Linked DNA regions of Gossypium hirsutum: region 1 is linked to region 2. The links are chromatin contacts, called in public Hi-C maps. All regions are on one chromosome and are shown on one strand. The core of a region is the stretch at or near the end of the contact, and the rest is flanking DNA. Distances in the headings are between cores, read along the strand shown.

What was found. Hi-C and Micro-C count contacts between places; a contact is called where the count stands out from the background.
Region 1: a Hi-C map of leaf shows a contact between it and region 2, with 2.3 times the contacts expected there. The contact joins the promoter of LOC107905919 here to the promoter of LOC107948207 in region 2. A contact is called at or near these places in 7 of 34 Hi-C or Micro-C datasets (callus and leaf).

Annotation. Positions count from the first base shown.
Region 1 is chrA08:89,316,477-89,320,145 of Gossypium_hirsutum_v2.1, forward strand. It overlaps LOC107905919 (small heat shock protein, chloroplastic), which reads right to left and starts at 1,829. Exons shown (of 2, transcript XM_016832717.2): 1 at 1,263-1,829; 2 at 603-1,180. The coding sequence starts at 1,527. The coding sequence ends at 747.
Region 2 is chrA08:89,128,848-89,132,630 of Gossypium_hirsutum_v2.1, forward strand. LOC107948207 (RNA-binding protein 38) reads right to left here and starts at 1,961. Exons shown (of 5, transcript XM_016882675.2): 1 at 1,286-1,961; 2 at 1,067-1,202; 3 at 786-918; 4 at 639-672; 5 at 1-402. The coding sequence starts at 1,504. The coding sequence ends at 109.

The sequences.
Region 1 (3,669 bases), core at 579-3,078, 190 kb after region 2:
TTGAATTAAGTTATAAAATTTGTTTAGCATATTACTTAAAATTAAATATTAAGTATAATTAAATTGTTTGATGAAATATAATATAATTTTAAATGAGATAAAATAAAATAAAAATAATTAAATTTATTTTCTATTAAATGATAAGTAAAGTCTTTATCTTCTTATATTTTTTTACATTTTTTAAAACAATTTTATATTGACTAAAAAATTAAATTATTAAAAATATTAATTTTTAATTAAATTGATTTTTTCTAAAACACTTCATGGATATTTAATAAAATTTACAAATTTGATCAAATAATTTAAATATTTTAATTGAATTTTAATTTCGTAAAAATAATAAAAACGATTAATTATATTTAGATTTAGGTGTTAATAGATATCGTACACTTAACATAAATTTTGTATTTATTACACATAAAATATAGGTGATCAGTTGAAGCTTTTGGTAATAGTCAATGATGAGATGACCGTTGGTAAGTGGATATGGTTTTACATTTCTATCAATTTCCCTAGGATAATGTGCCCTTAATTTTCAAGCCTTAAACCAATTAAGCTTTCCAGTCAGTACAACAGCAAACACAACCCTCGGTTGATGATGATTGCTGGAAATGGAAAAATATATTATTTCCCCTTATCATTCACAACCATATCTACAGCTTTATGCAAAATACTAAGAGATTAAGAGTACATAACCGAGATAAAAGATTTAAAAAAAAAAACAAAAACACTTGAAACATTCTATTTTACTGAATTTGAACATCCATAACCTTGCGCTCAACTTTAGACTTGGGAATGGAGATGAAGAGAATTCCATTCTTCAGCTCAGCCTTGATCTTATCTTTCTCACAGTTGTCGGGTAACTGGAGACGAGTATCATAGGAACTGTAGCTTCTATTTGTCCAGGAATCATCTTCCCCCTCTTGTTCCTTTTTGTGCTCTCCTTTAATAACCAGAATATCGTCCTCTACCGAAACCTTCACATCCTCTTTCGCCAGTCCAGGCATGTCGAATCGCATTTTGATCTCTTGTTCATCGTCTTTGATATCCCACGGTGCACGCAACTGTCCTCCTGTTCGGCTCCTGCTGCCCGGTAATATCATGGCATCTTCGAATATCCGGTCCATTGCGTCCAGCATTTGACGCATTGATCTCATCGGAGACAAGGGGTCCAACAAACCTGTCAAGTGTCATCAACGATCACGTTACGATAGTGTGAAAATGGATGATGAATGGTACGTACCCAAAATGCAAATACTTACCAAAAGGAGAGACATCGACAGCCAACCTTCTAGGCCTCTTCTCGACAACTGTGCCTTTGTTGTCTTTGTTGACATGCACGTCCACTGACGTATCTTTGTTATTATCCCCAACAGCCTGTGCCCTTACAAGAGAGAGTCGCCTAATGCAGGGATTCTTGGATGGAAAAGATACAGAGAATGGCGTTACAGCTTTAATGGAACAAGAAGGCTTAGGTCTGTTTAATACCAATGGAGAAGATGAGCAACACAAACTTGAAGCCGCCATTTTTATATTAAACGCAAAAGACTTCAAGAATTGAGAGCTTTGTGTATTTGTGTTCGCCGATGATTGCTGATTCGAGGTGGTGAAGGGGGGGAGAATATATGTATATATAGGTGAAAGGAGAGCAAGAAGGGAAGTTTGTAGAGGGATCTTGAAAGGTGGGAGAGGATAATGAAGGTTCTGGACCCAAACACTTGGACCTATCCTTATTTGCAAACCCTATTTGGCCTTTTCTAGCCCTTCGGGAAGCATCCACGATTTGCTTCTTATTGGCCAAGATCAATGATATCTTTTATATTGACGCTGTTTCCTTTTCCCCTACATCGATATGTTTTATATAATATATTCAACGATCTAAATTTTTTTAAAAAATGTTAATTTTATTTTTTAGAGAAAAATAAAAAATGTTAATTTTAATTGCATAATCTATGGGACAGTTGAAATTTTAAATATATAAAAATTTATGAAAATAAATAAAAATATTTTAATTTTATTATAAGGTTAAGAATAAGAGTATTTATCTCCTTCAAAAGTTTGACATCTATGTTGTGGTTCAAGTGGCTTAAAATGAACAAGTGATTTAATCGGGAGATTTAAAATTATTTAGGTGGGGTTGTAAAAAACTTATAGGTTTAACTTATAAATAGGTATTTAAGTTACATATTTTTATTAGTATTTAAATTACCACTCTCTTTTTTTTGTAATAAATGGTATTTAAATTACTTTTTTTTAAAAATAATACTTTTGTTAGTACAACAATTAATCAAGTCGTTAAGCTTATTCTAAGAAAATGGCTTAACATATAAATTGTCACCTAAATTATGTCTTCTTTTTTTTAGTACCTAAACATTTTAAGGTAAAATATAGTGACAAAATTTGGCAAATATGTCGATTTTAAAGAAAATTTAGAGATTTAGGCAAGTTTTTTTGAAAATAAGAAAAATAGGTTGTTTTAAGAGAGAGAAGTGCCATTTTTTTTTAAAAGAAAATTATTGTACACTGTTGGGACCAATAGTAACTTTTTTTCTCCAATGGTATTTTTTTTCTATATAAACCTTGCCTATTTTCAATTTCTTTTATCCAATTCTATTCTCTCAATTCTCTGAACTATTTTACTTTCAAATTTTTTGTTCAATTTCTCTTAAATTCTTCTTCTCTCAATTTTCTATTTTGTAATTTCTTTGACTTTATTTTATTTTCATAATTTAAATTTTTTAAAAATGCCAAGCCTCTAATTTATTTGGATCAAAAACACATTTTCGATGTTCAATTTCAAATGGTCAGAAAATATTGTTACATTTTTTTATTTTAATAAATATAATTATTAAGTTGTTAATATTATTTTTTAATTTTTTTATGTTTATATAATAGAACGAAAATTGGATTATCGAGACATATATACACAATTTATGTACGAGGGCACTGCATGTAATTGAACAACACTTGGAAGAGACAAGATTCTTGCACGTGTCCCGTATGCTCGATGGGACTAAATTGAAGCATGCACTTATCAGTACTTTGCTGGAAAGATGGGAATCTAAGACACACGCATTCTATCTTCCATGTAGTGAGTGTATGATTACACTCGATAATGTGGCATTACAACTTGATTTACTAGTTGATGGGTTAGTCGTTATAGGGGTAATCCGCGTTAGCGATTGGAGCGCAATTTGCCACCAACTATTAGGCAAAATGTCGGACAAGTTTAGTGGTAGTCGAATAGAAATGAAATGGTTAAAAGACAATTTCTCACATCTCAACAACTCTTTTAGTGCGGTTGAAAGGTAACAATACACTCGAGCATTCATACTAAGGTTGATCGGTGGTCTTCTAATGCCAAGTAAATCTTTAAATCTGGTACATTTAAGTTGACTTCTACAAATAATCGACTTAAAAGAAGTCGAGCGACTTAGTTGGGGATCAGTTGTCTTGGCTACATTGTACTGAGATATTGTCGGGGAATTGAAGCACAGAAAATTAAAATCGGTGGTTGTATACTCCTTCATTCATAAGCAAGATATCACATACCATTTTTATGTCCCCGAGTAACCTTCCCTTATCAATTCCCACTCATAATAAGGTAAGATTCATTTAATAATATAATTATCACATTATTTTATTATTATTATATATTTGAAATAACAT
Region 2 (3,783 bases), core at 711-3,210:
TGGCCTGTCAAATTGATGTACATCCAACTAACAAAGCTAAAAATGGTTAAGTTCCTTTGTCTGTATCCATGTTACTATTGACCCTAGTTATGATATTCTGACTTCCAATTAGGCTGATGAATTTTGCGCAGAGGTGGTAGTCCCTGGCGATGTGGCAGGTGCGGCAGAGGCTGAGGCAGCAAGGGTTAAGGTCCCAAATGGTCGGTATTGCTGAGCCAAATGTGGATAGTGAGTTATTTTGGGGTGTTGACTTTGGTTGCTCTGCCCATGCCCATGCCCATGCCCATGCCCATGCTGGGGATAGAATGGGAAGTAACCCATGTAGACTCCAGCGGATCCTGACGCCCCACTGCTACTGTAATGGGATGAGAACGCTTGCCCTCCAAATACATTATAATAGTTCTGCAACATTCACCAATTTCAAATCACTACATTGCTTTTACATTTTTGTAATGTTTCATCTTAGACAACAATCAAGGATTTCATGTTACAAGTTTGCAACAATAACCATATAAAAAACAATGCATTCATGTATTTGTGTCATGTTTGTATTACCTTTTGATCACACATTTTATGTTCAATTGTTAGGCCTACTACATGTATGAAGGTATAATATAAGATAATAACAAGAGACTAACCATTGGAGACATATTTTGCGTGTAGCCAGGATACCTGAATGTTCAAAGGACAATCATTTTTAGAACATTGAACCACCTACGGAAACAAGAAATTATACACAATTTAAGCAAGGCAGAGAGACTATGAAATCCGATCTATCTACCCACCCGTAAGCCGAATAAGGAAATGCGTATTGCGGAATGAATTGACGGTAAAATGCCGGAGTAGCAGCAACGGATGGTTCCATGACTCGAGGTGGTGGTGCTGGTGCGGATGGGCTAAATTTCTCAATCCCTGCAACTTATGCCAACCATACGAAAACTGATCATAAAGCAATAAATACGATTGCTGAAATTAAGGTGACGGAAATTAAGCAGCAAAATATGGGAGAGAAAAAATATAATCTAACAGCCATATTTTGATTTGATGTAAATGGGTGAATACTGACCAGAGTGAGAAGCAGAAGATAGACGATTCTTTTGAGCACCAAGCGATGCAAGATTACAGTTTGCTCTTCTTCCATCAATCACAGGAAATGGATTATAGCAAGCCCTCATAGCCGAATCAACATCCTTAAACGTCACCTACATATACCATAATAATCAAACCCTTGACTTTGAACAGGAAAAGAAGAAGAAGAAGAAGATATGATGGAGGGGGAGCTTACAAAGCCGTAACCTTTTGATCTTCCAGTAGTTTTGTCATTAATGACAACAGCTTCTAGTATTTCTCCGAACTGCTCGAAATAACGTTTGAGGGTATCAGTTTTGGTCTCCCAAGCCAAACCTCCGACAAAGATCTTGGTGTAAGTGGTGTCACCAAACCCTGTGCCATTGCCCTGATCACCCCCACCCCCACCCACCTTATGTTGCCCTGCTTCAGACATGGATTAACAATCGATCCCAACTAACACACCCAACCCCAGGGAAGCAAGAATCAGCACCTAAAAAGGGCAAAAGAGGAGACAAGGCGAGAAAACACAGACGTTGGCTTGCAAAAATATTATCAATCTTCTTAGAACAACTTCAATCAATATGGTTTTTTTCCTTTTCTTTTCTTTTCTATCCAAACCTTATACTAGATTTCCGCTGCCAACTCACCTTAAGATTCCCTAACAAAGATACCCTAGACGAGAAAGTTATCACTGTTTCGAGGTTCGAAAAATTGAGTTAATAGGAAAAAAAAGAAGAGAAAAGCCTACCCAACACCCCAAAGGTTGCCAAGAGAATGAAAATAGGAAAACGACCTTGTAAGATTATTGAAGATTTTATTTGGCATGTACTGATGATTAACAAAAGAATGTAAATAAAGAAAAAAGAAAAAAAAAGAGAGATAAAGGGAAATTTCCAATGAAATACAACGAACTAACCTATTATTTCCATTTTTTAAAAAAGTAATTTGATATATACTTTATAATGGGTCCAACGTTACGTGCCTTGCTGTATCCAACTCCTCATCTTTCTTCTCTCCTAATCTGCCTTTATTTTGTTTATGCATATATTCCTTTTCCATATTATTAATTATTAATCTAATCACTAAATATTAATGTATGTATACATATACATATACATATACATATACATATACATATACATATACTATTTGAGGAATATAATCCCACGATGTGGGGTTCTGCTTTTGATAGATTAAAATAAAGATTTTTCTAAAAGAAAAAAATTATTAAAAATTTATAATTATAGAATTATATTATTTTAAGTAACTTTAGAATACAATCAACTAATAAATTAAATTATTAGTATAAGGGAAAAAATTACTATTTTAATTAATAATTAAACTAAAAACCTTAAATTACTCTTATTTAATTAGTTTAAATTGGAAGGTATAATATTATAAATAATAAATAGAGGAATAAGTGATGAAAATAGCATAAATATTTAGTAAGGATTGTAGTTATTTTTTTTTTACACAAATTTGATTTCTCAATGTATTTATCGGAACGAATCTAGTAACTAATATGATATATTTTTTAGAAATTATGTGATTATAATATCATGCCCATAGAAAACGAATATTGATGTATACGAAAATATAACAATAAATACCTTTATAAAAATGTATAATAAGCCATATTGATTTGAATATACTTTCAACTTAGAAGGCTAAGTATTTATCATAGAAAAAATTAAGCTGCAAGTTTTTTTTTTTTTGACAATATGACTAATAGAATTTTAATTTATCATTAAATTATCTATTCAACTGTCAAAAAGATGCAATAAAATCAAACTTTAGTTAATAGTATAATTAAATAAGAAATTTTGATAAAATTACTAAAATACATAAGATGTTAGGTGAATCAAAATTACTATATTTTAAGCATTCACACTAAAATTTATTTAGGAAAAAAATATAACAAATTCAACCAATATGTTGAACCCTTTCAAAAAAACAAAAAAAAAATCAATATGTTGGAAAGTTACAACAATGCATGTACGTGGAATTGGCCCCTCAACTTTATAAAATTTCTCACATTGGCACTTAAAATTATTTTCTGAATTATATTGGCTCCTACACTAAAACTGTTTTTCTTTTTTTAAGAATTTGTTGATGTGAATAAGTATGAGGCTGACACGTTGAGAAATAAGAGGACGGCACATGAATTTATCTTTAACCATTCTTAAAAAAATAAAAAAATAAAATTTGTTAAAAGAATAAGAAATATATAAATTATAAAACTTCAAAAAAGGAATATATATATGAGAAATAAAAATAAAAAATAATATATAAATTGAAAATAAAAAAATAAAAAATTTAGTTAAATTTCAAAAAACTTCAAAAATTAAATATGTTTAAAAAATCCCAACTGATGCCCAATCAGTTTTTCATTATATATTTTTTTTCATTTTGTAAATTTCTAAAAAAGTTGACTTTTTTCTATATTTTTTAATTTTAATTTTATAATTTTTATATTTTAAAAAATTATTTTTATTTTTTAAAAGTTTAATATTTAAAGAGTAATCTTTTAAATGTTAAATGTTAAATTTATTTTTTTTATTTTTTATATATTCAATTTTTTATTTTTTATAATTTATAGTATCTTTTAAAATTTTAAAAAAAATTCTGATTTTTTTTCAAAGTTTTAAGGTTTTTATTTTTATTTTTTAAGAATGATTAAAGATGAACCTACATGTCATCCCCATACTTGTC